Regions from separate parts of the Triticum aestivum genome. Here region 1 is linked to region 2. The links are chromatin contacts, called in public Hi-C maps. All regions are on one chromosome and are shown on one strand. Each heading gives the region's core, a stretch centred on a gene start, on an enhancer-like site or on the middle of the called end of the contact. The rest is flanking DNA. Distances are from core to core; before and after follow the strand shown. Region 1 holds the start of LOC123161851 (probable BOI-related E3 ubiquitin-protein ligase 3). Region 2 has its middle 10 kb from the start of LOC123161818.

Region 1 (5,063 bases), core at 21-2,520, 42 kb before region 2:
ACAAAAGTCGACTCTAGTAAGTTTCACAAGGAAACAAGATGTCGACTCTAAAACTATTCGTCCCGCATCACGAAAAGTTGACGCAGACGCTGCCATTCTTGGCGCTTCCGCACGCCGGGCACGCCTGCGCCGCGGCCGCGCACGACGCGCACACGCAGAGGTGCCGGCACGGCAGCAGCAGCACAACGGCCGCGCCCTCGCGGCACCCCTTGCACCTTCCTGCTCCTGTCGCGGGACGCTCCTCCACTGCCGGTGTGCCCACCTCCTCCTCCGCGCACAAAGGCACCTGGTTCTCTCCCCAGCAGCACGACTCGGCGTCGTCCTCCTGACCGTCGCCGCTTCCACCGCCACGGACCGCCTGGGAGTCGAGCGCCCGCTGCAGGTCGCCGCGGAGCACGTTGGCCGTGGCCTCGTGGGACTGCGCGACGTCGAGCCACATCTGGGCCTCCATGAACAGGTTCCGAAGGCGCTCCTCGAGCGCCCAGTTCATGATCCCGATCCGCTCAATCTCCTCGTCCTTGGCCTTGAGCCGCTTCGCCGCCCTGGCCTCCACGGTGGAGACGATGAGCCTCGTGTGGTTCTGCCTCTGCTCTGCCAAAGCAGTCCACATATTTTTCGCCTGCATCATCGACAGCGGTTAACAAAAGCTAGTAGAAATTGAAGCCTGAAACGCCAAGCATCGATCGAGACGGTGACGATTTGATCACGGGACTTACATGTTTTAGCAGGATGCGGTCGACGTCCATGGTCTGCTGCTGCGCGTGGTCCGCAAGAACGTCGGCCGCGCTAAGCATCGACGACCGCTCGTCGCGCCTCCGCTTCTTGGTGATCATTTCCTGAACACCGTCGGGGATGCCGCCCTTCTTCGCCAGATCAGCCGCGGCCGCCAAGAACTCTGAACACTGATACGGGGCCGGCGTCATCGGCGGCGGCGGCGGCGGCAGCGTGAAGAGGTCCGCGTAGGACTGGTGCCCCCGCTGGCTCGGCAGCGCAGCACCATAACAAGGCCCACTCGCTGGCATAGCAGCGGCGTAGGGGAGCTGGTGGTGGCCGGCGCCGGCGCCGGTGGTGAGTAACATGTGGCGCAGGCGTTGCAGGTCCACGGAGGCCATGGCGATTGATGGGGCGCGCGGGTCGTCCGCTCGCTCCTATATATACAGCCAAGGCGATGCGTCCCTGGCCGGAGTTAGTGAGATGTGGTGGGAGGTGCGGTCATCGATCGGCGAGGGGACGGGCGGGCAGGGTGGCAAAGAAAGGAGGTCCGTAGATGGCAGGCAGCCGAGTATTTATGGTGCGTGACCGGGTTTTGGTTGGCGTCCGCGTCCCCTATCCTTGGCCCTGGCCTGAGTGAGAAAGCAACTGACGACGAGATTGACCGGCCCTCGATAGTTAATCCTTCTCCTTTCCAGGAGGGATTTTCCTTTTATTTATGGCTTCCGTTTCAAATCTCTCCCTAAATTTGGAGTAGAAACCACGAACTCGCCGCGTTACATTACCTGTCTGCACCGAAATTGCTGGCTTCCGTTCCCGGCGATTCCATCGATCGGTTGACTAATTTGCAGAACCCAAGTCTTGGCCATATACTGTATCGTTTAAGTTGGTATATGTCGTGGCGCCAAATCAGCACGCGTCGTTGAACCTTTGATCTCTGCACGCACGAATCTTGGGGTGTAAGGAAACTTGTGTATGTCAAATCAAAACAAATTACGCGCTCTGGTGAGGTCTCTGGACTTGGTAAAGATCGGGAATCACGTACAAAGGCGCAGTTAGTGGAGGGCAATTCGGGGAGGAAGGAAACTGCATGCGTTACGTACTACGTTCATGCACTGCATCTGCATGCAGAATCAACGTACGTACTTTAATGTGCTGAGATTTACTTGGCGTTTTTTGGCTGGCTAGCTGTAGATGGTTGAGGAAAATAATGTACGTAGTACTAGTACGTAAGTTAAAGCGTAGAGGTAGAGATGAGGGCTCAAAATTAGAAGGGAATGAATGAGTTCCATGCATACGTATCAACATCGGAAATAATACTAATACTAATAATATACAGCTGGATATACGCGTATAGTTGAAAAACAGTAACGAACGACCAAACAAATAAGCTTGTTTTATTTAGGGAACCAAGCAAATTAGCTAACCACTATATTTGGAGTAGTGCGTACTGGAATGGATCGATAGAATGGGAAACAATGAGTAGGTGCATATATATTGCAGTTTTTTTACAAAAATATATAATGTAGTTATGCTTTCCATTAATCTCTCATATATATGGACCTTTTTGCACAAGGAAACAACGTGCTGTAGTGCTCTATGCATGCATTCAAGCGGAAGACGTCCGTCGGTACGCGGATACGTTTGGGCTTCTAGTTAGACTAGGAAAGGAAGAGCAAAATAGGTGACGAAGCGGGTCACGGAAAGAGAAGAAACAGAACAGCTTTCAAGGAAACACATGCAGAGAACAGACATGATCGGGCGAGTACGAACGCGTCGCTCGCCGCACGAATAGCCCCCACATATGCATGCTAGCACTGCAGCACTTGGCTTCGGCGCCACCGAGCGATTGATACCAACCTTTGACTTGTTCCCAGACGCGCCACGCCTGCCGGGCTGGCGACGTTGCTCTTTGACATGTCATGCGTATTCATGATTAGTAAATACTCCCTCCGTTTCGAAATGTAAGTATTTTTAAAGATTTCAATAAGGAACTACATACAGAGTAAAATGAGTGAATCTATACTCTAAACTATGTCTATATACATCCATATGTAGTCCTAATTGAATCTCTAAAAGATTATGAGATTATGCACCTCCCGGATACCGGAGGAATACCTTGTGTGCTATCAAACATCACAACGTAACTGGGTGATCATAAAGATGCTCTACAGGTATCTTCAAAGGTGTTTGTTGACTTGGCATAGATCGAGATTATGATTTGTCACTCCGAGTATCAGAGATGTATCTCTGGGCCCTCTCGGTAATACACATCATAAGCTTGTAAGCAAATGACTAAGGAGTTAGTCACGAGGTGATGTATTACAGAACAAGTAAAGAGACTTGCCGGTAACGAGATTGAACTAGGTATAGAGATACCGACGATCGAATCTCAGGCAAGTAACATACCGATGGACAAAGGGAATTACGTATGTTGTCATAACAGTTTGACTGATAAAGATCTTCGTAGAATATGTAGGAGAAAATATGGGCATCCAGGTTCCGCTATTGGCTATTGACCGCAGAGGTGTCTTGGTCATGTCTACATAGTTCTCGAACCCATAGGGTCCACACGCTTAACGTTCGTTGACGATATAGTGTTATATGAGTTATGTGATTTCGTGACCGAATGTTGTTCGGAGTCCCGAATGAGAACACGGACATGGTGAGGAGCCTCAAAATGGTCGAGAGGTAAAGATTTATATATAGGACGATGGTATTTGGACACCAGAAGTGTTTCGAGACGTACCGGGAAGAAATTGGGTCACGAGAAGGGGTTCCGGGCACCCCCTGCATGTATATGGGCTTAATGGGCCAAGGGAGGGACAGACCAGCCCACAGGGGGCTGGTGCGCCTCTCTCCCTGGCCGAACAGCTCTAGGGAAGGAAAAGGGGGAGGGCTAGCCCCTCCTGCCTTTCCCTCTCATGGGAGAAAGGAAAGGGGGGCGCCACCCTCCCGTGCCTTTCCCCAGCTTCTATACATGGCAGGGGGGCGCCTCCTTGGGAGAGACCACAAGTAGGATTCCTTCTACTTGGGCGCCTCCTTTGGCTGCTCCTCCCTCCCTCCCACATATATATATGTGGGGAGGGGGCGCCACACAAGGACACAATGTTGTCTTAGCCGTGTGCGGCGCCCCCGTACACCGTTTACTCCCTCGGTCATATTTTCGTAGTGCTTAGGCGAAGCCCTGCGGAGATCACATCACCATCACTATCACCATGTCATCGTGCTACCGGAACTCATCTACTACCTCACCATCTTGCTGAATCAAGAAGGCAGAGGACGTCACCGAGCTGAACGTGTGCAGAACACGAAGGTGTCCTGCGTTCGGTACTAGATCGGTTGGAGCACGAAGAAAGTTCGACTACATCAACTGCATTGTGAAACGCTTCCGCTTATGGTCTACGAGGGTACATAGACATACTCTCCCCTCGTTGCTATGCATCTCCATAGATAGATCAATGCGTGTGCGTAGAAAATTTTTGTTTTCCATGCAACGATTCTCAACAAGATGCCCTACTGAAAGGACTTACATGTGGAGCCATCGCTACAGTGACTAGCTTGAAGGGGTTGAGCGGGACGAAAGACACAGGTTTACCCAGGTTCTGCCCCTCATGATGGAGGTAAAGTGTACTCCTACTATCGTTGATTATTGCTTGAGTATAGATTACAAGGGAGCGGATTCGTTTGACCTAACTATCGATTGATTGTCACTTAGGTTTACCCGCCGCAGGGACTCGCCCTTATATACACAGGTCGAGGCCCTGGGCTTACAAGAGTCCGGGTTGGGTCATACTTCATGACCGACCTTGGTCCTAAGTCGCCTTTGAAGGAAATATGCCCTAGAGGCAATAATAAAGTAATTATTTATTTCCTTATTTCATGATAAATGTTTATTATTCATGCTAGAATTGTATTAACCGGAAACATAATACATGTGTGAATACATAGACAAACTTAACGTCACTAGTATGCCTCTACTTGACTAGCTCATTAATCAAAGATGGTTATGTTTCCTAACCATAGACATGAGTTGTCATTTGATTAACGGGATCACATCATTAGTAGAATGATGTGATTGACATGACCCATTCCATTAACTTAGCACTTGATCGTTTAGTATGTTGCTATTGCTTTCTTCATGACTTATACATGTTCCTATGACTATGAGATTATGCAACTCCCGTTTACCGGAGGAACACTTTGTGTGCTACCAAACATCACAACGTAACTGGGTGATTATAAAGAAGCTCTACAGGTGTCTCCGAAGGTACATGTTGAGTTGGCGTATTTCGATATTAGGATTTGTCACTCCGATTGTTGGAGAGGTATCTCTGGGCCCTCTCGGTAAC
Region 2 (5,764 bases), core at 796-3,295:
CATAGACATATTTTAGTGTAGATTCACTCAATTTGCTCCGTATGTAGTCATTTGTTGAAACCTCTAGAAAGACAAATATTTGGGAACGGAGGGAGTATTATTTGAGCTCGTGCATGCTCCCCCGTGCGTCTAGAGGCAATTTGGCATCAAACTAAAGATATATTCTGAGTGTCGATCCTGGTCACTCTCACTCACACGCCTCCTTTTCATTTTTCTCGAAAGGCTCACTCACGCACCTCCTTGAAAAGAAGTCCAAACCAGCTCCAACTTTGTGAGTTGGATGGTTACCTTCTTCCCCTATCCGGTGAGAATCGAGCCTGGGATCTCGTGCACCATCTTTTTTTACTTCTGTATCATTTCCACTCCTTTTTTCTGGCGTTGCTGTCTAAGATGAGATGCGGTTGGTTCTACGGACAGAAATGTAACAAGTTGGGACCCTTTTGGCCAGGAGCACATGATACATACAGTACATTCTACGCTGAGGATAATCGTGTGGTATATATCCTGTGCTGACCCGGCATACATGGCCTGGAGGGAGGAACAGAGACGAGAGTATAATTCTTGGCCGCGATGTCGTACATCCGCAGTTGTGCATCGTCCGTCCTCACGCACAGCTTGCACAGGGATATGATTGAGATGGGAAAATATCTGGTGATACGGCAGCTGAGGTGATACGATGCTCCAATCAACCCTGGACCTTTAGATCATGTTCCAATGGAGGTGATGAATGCACATGTGATGGACAGCTCATCCACCGTCAAATATGCAGAAAACCCCTGGGTCAGTTGTTAATTGAGCACATGGGTCTTTTCCTACTACTACTACTACTACTGTTTTGGCTCCTAGGTTCATATGCACCCATTATCGAAATACACATTTCGAAAAGTTGGAAAATTTGGAACAAAAATCCCGCGTGTATATCCGGACATTTTATGTGCGTTCACAAAGTTTCGGTGAAAAACAACTTTTTTTTGTGGCTTGTGTAAAAAAATAAATAAATGCCTCGTGAATAGTTAGAATGAAGCATCATAAATTGTCTTTTTTACACAAGCCACAAAAAACGTCGTTTTTCACTAAAACCTTGTGCACACACATAAAATGTCCGGATATACACGCGGGATTTTTGTTCCGAATTTTTCAACTTCTCGAAATGTGTATTTCGACAATGGGTGCATATGCACCTAGGAGCCAAAGGCGGGATTTTTGTTCCGAATTTTCCAACTTTCCGAAATGTGTATTTCGATAATGGGTGCATATGCACCTAGGAGCCAAAACGCCGCTCTCCTCCTCCTCCTACTACTACTACTGCTACTGCTGCTGCTGCTGCTGCTACTACTACTACTACTACCAACCTCCGTGTTAGTTACTGTAAAACGAAATGGATCGGCTTTACTATGCAAACACCCACACCAAAAACACAGTGTTCCTCTCAAGTCTTCGTATGAAATTTTGCCATCTCCATTTTTTTTCTACTGCTAAAGTTCAACAAAATAAATCCACTAATTTTTTGGTTACTTTGTAGATGAATACTAACATATTGAATAGTCTAAAAAATACATTAGCAGACTGGTTTGGCATGTTAAGTCCCTTAATTTTCATATTAATTTATGGTTGGTCTTCACATATTCCATGTCCATTCTAATCTTGTGTAGCTGGACAACTAGCCTCCATATGTCATATTTGCTTTCACTAAAAATAATTGCTTTTTTTAGAGAACATAGAAACAATGTTTGCATTTAATTTGAAGAGGAACCCACTGAAAGTTGATAACCAAGTTTTATGCACCATTTCACATATGGTGCTTAATGAACATTGGAAAATTTTGAGGAAATCTAGCTGTTCTTATCTTCTGATTGCTTCAAAGCCTCGCAAAGAATTAAGAATGTGATTCAGGGTGTTCTGGTATATTTCACTTTGGCTTTGCCTGTACTCACTAGGCTGTAGACCACGCACGGCCGGCACGGCGTTGCCGTCCGCACCGCACGCCCACCCACGCTGCTGGTGCGTGTGCATCCTCTCGTGTCAATCCCCAGCCGGCCGCGCCGCGCGTGCGTCACCTCGGACCAGATCAGATAAAGGCATCGCGTCCCGTCCCGAGGAGGTGTGCTTGGTCTGGCTTTGGATGGACGCTGGCCTCTAGGAGTGGGGCTGGTGCGGGGCGGCGGCCGTGCTCCGGGGCGGCAACCAACCTCCCTCCATCGCAAAAGCCAAAAAGGAGGTCTGGTCTGTGCCGATGCCGTGGTGGTGCACTGCTGCCGAAAGGAGCGGGGGCAGTTGGTGCATGCCAGGATGCATGCCGCCTACCGTTCGCGTCAGCCTCGCTCGGATGGATCACAACACCGAGGGTAGGGAACAAACTTCTTTCTTTGACAAACAAATTCATGCAGCAGATGCGGTCGAGATGATGCGTCGCGTCCACTTCCACCGCCACCAGTAGTAGATAGGCGCATGCGCTCACGCCAAGCGGATGCTGCGCAGAGTCAGCACAAGTATGCACACGCCTCCCTTCCCTTCACATTCGTTCTCCGTTTTGTGCCCCGCCACCACAACTGTTGCTGTTGCAGATAATAAAATAAAATACCACGTCGACCGATAGTGCTGCTAGTGGCCAGTAATTTTGCGCAATACAGAACAGAACAGAACAGACGCTGAAAACAGGACCGTCCGCATAAAAAGAACGTGAGGAGGAAAGATGGAGAGGGGCCAAACGCATGGCAACAAACGTCGAATAGTTCCGAGAAACATCTGATGGCAGAAAGATGCAGGAGAGAGAGCAGCAGCAGGCGTGGTTTTCGTCGACAAGCAGAGGACAAGGAAGGGCAATGCAGCTTGCACAAGTCACTGTACATGGGTTTGGCAAATGGAGACGGCATTATCAGGCGCCCAGAACGACAAGAGCTGTTTCAGATTGAACAAAAAGTTGGCATGGACTATTGTACCATGCTCATTCCCTGTGACAGTGAAAGTAGATGGCACGCACGCACTCCATGTTATACCACCAGGAATGAGCTTTGTTTAGCTAGCATCTCCTGTCAAGTCCCATCATCGATCCATGGCTGGATGGTACTCCCTGCATATCGAAATATAAGACGCTTTTTGACACTATGACAGTGTGAAAAAACATCTTATATTTTAATACAGAGGGAGTACAACATGCTAAGTTCATATAGTAGTATAATTCTGTATTGATAAGAAAAAGGAAGAAGAAATATGCCCTAGAGTTGAAGAAAGGAGCCACTGAGCCCAACCAATAAGACAGGCGTATGATTGTAATGTGGCCACATCCCAGAAGCTATCTAAATGCCAACCTAAATTGATTGATTGACCCAGCTTCTAATGAGCCAAACATGGAGTGGTTCATTTCACCCTCCAGATCCTCGTGCTCAGTCTCATTGACACGGAATAAAATCGTCGTTCTTGGAGTATTATTGGGCTAGAATAATCTCCCTTGGATACATACGGCTTTATCCGGTGACATGGTACAGATAAAGAAAGATCATGGAGACATGCAAGCAAAGAAATTGGATGGACAGAGGGACAGGCACCTGATCCTCGATGCATACATATGCCAGATTGCCAAATCTAAACCAACCACATAACACATGGCTAGGCTACGCCAGCATGGATGGACCCCTAGGCCTCCACGTATATATCGATGCATTGCACACGCACATTACTTTCTTCAGATGAGACAAGTACTCCCTCCGTCCAAAAATTCTTGTCTTAGATTCATCTAAATACGGATGTATCAAGTCATGTTTTAGTATTAGATACACCCGCATCTAGACAAATCTAAGACAAGAATTTTGGGACGGAGGGAGTATAAAAATGACCTGCTACTAGAGTAGTAGAGGCCATGATGCGCGGGTAGGAAGAAACGGGACTCCAGCATGATGCTGATAGATAGATCGTCCAAATGTTTGTCCAGAGCGATGGAGATGGCCGAGCAGGCTCTGGTGTTCAAATCAGGATTCATTTCTTTGCTTACTAAGCGCCGATTTGTTCACTCAAGTTTGAAAGAGATTGTTTCACGATGTAAATGGGGTGCTTTGTCGGACTCCTAATGGATAGACACCAGGCAGATCATGATGGAAACAGGGGTGCTGGTATTGACTGGCCACTCTAATTGTGACGTTCGACCAGACGAGCAAAGAGACATTGAACGACACAATTCAGAGAACCTTCTCAATGCCAGCCAGGTTCATGAAAGTTTGAAAACCAACTCTATCCAAGAGTAGAAAAAGGGAATATCCACCCACTGTAAAAGCTAAGAACCAATCGAGATAGACATTCATCGGAAAACAAGAGGCCGATAATGTTATCGAACCAATAAACTGCAAGAAACTGGAACTCTACCTAATTCGGCAAATAAAATACTCCCTCCGACCCAAAATAAGTGACTCAACTTTGTACTCCATCCGTCCGGAAATACTTGTCGGAGAAATGCATAAAAATTGATGTATCTAGAACTAAAATACGTTTAGATGCATTCATTCCTCCGACAAGTATTTCTGGACGGAGGGAGTACTAGCTCTGTACTCCCTCCGTCCAAAAATACTTGTCATCAAAATGAATGAAAAGAGACGTATGTAGAACTAAAATATGTCTAGATACATCCTTGTTTATTTTTTTTATGACAAGTATTTTCGGACGGAGGGAGTACTAAAGTTAGTACAAAGTTGAGTCACTTATTTTAGGACGGACGGGAGGGAGTAGTACTGTAGTAAGATTTACGTCGAAATCCAGTGGTAACTATAAGAATCAAAGTGAAAGACAAGTAAAGATAATGGTAGCTTCCTAAAGTCAAGGCAGGGGTCCGGAGAAAAAGACAACAAAATCATACAAGCAAAGCAAGCCAGTTCCTGAAGCAGTGATAACTCATGGATTTGTGGAAGTTTCCAACTTTAAAAAGGAAGGCCCTAGCCACCCCCCCCCCCCCCCCCCCCCACACACACACACAAGTTGTTAATGCTACTCAGGTACAGGGACAGGGACAGGCAAGCAAAGACTGGTGTACAAGAAAGACTCATCAACCGGAAACTCAGATGGGTCAAAGAAAGCATGTGCTGTTGGTGGCCAATAATAGAGCCAAAATGTATTAATAAGAGAGGCCAATGCAAAGGCTCAGATCGTTTGGAGAGAAATCCTTACCAGGAGAAGAGAAACAAACAGGGTCAGAAAAGGGTGGGCCATCCATTGTATTTGCTTGACTTTTTCTGGGTAAGCCATCCAAATCTAGCTCTCAGTGCATCTGACCAGGCTCATGACCACCATCCAAATCATGCATCTCAATTACCCCCTCTGTAAAGTAATATAAAAAGATCTTATTACTTTACAGAGGTAGTACATAATTATTTTTTGGAGTTGTGGTTATATTAACCTAAGCCAGTTATTATGGTTCCATGATATTTACTCTATATACTATGACAAGAATGGCACAACCTAAAATGTTGCAAAGGGAGGACTAACAACAGTAGACAGCAAAAACAAAGAAAAGAAGTGCTAGGTTTGGAAGTAAAACCTCCAGATTGACTAATAATTATTGTAATTCACTTGCCTTGACCTCAAATTCTTCTCCGGTAGACAGTACCTTCACACGAACCATGCCTCTCTCCCACTCAGATTTCCCAACCAAAACCAGCCTGCTAGCACTTGTCCTCTCTGCATGTTTAAACACCCATTTCAGACGCTTGTCTTGTACAAGGTCTACGGATCTGCCATTCTTCCGCAGAGAGGACGCAACACAGGATGCTGGTCCCTGAAG

What was found. A called contact is a pair of places that touch in the nucleus more often than the background predicts.
Region 1: a contact with region 2 is called in a Hi-C map of leaf, with 2.5 times the contacts expected there. The contact joins the promoter of LOC123161851 here to the enhancer-like site in region 2. A contact is called at or near these places in 3 of 5 Hi-C or Micro-C datasets (leaf and root).

Annotation. Positions count from the first base shown.
Region 1 is chr7B:599,683,176-599,688,238 of IWGSC CS RefSeq v2.1, reverse strand. LOC123161851 (probable BOI-related E3 ubiquitin-protein ligase 3) reads right to left here and starts at 1,270. Exons shown (of 2, transcript XM_044579673.1): 1 at 717-1,270; 2 at 1-619. The coding sequence starts at 1,112. The coding sequence ends at 68.
Region 2 is chr7B:599,641,417-599,647,180 of IWGSC CS RefSeq v2.1, reverse strand. No RefSeq gene overlaps it. Among protein-coding and RNA genes, the nearest start is that of LOC123161818, 10 kb to the right of the region's middle. Within about 2 kb of position 2,045, at least 3 of the 8 cell types and tissues checked have an H3K27ac peak or open chromatin away from gene starts, as enhancers often do. A contact at or near this core is called in leaf and root, where this site is marked.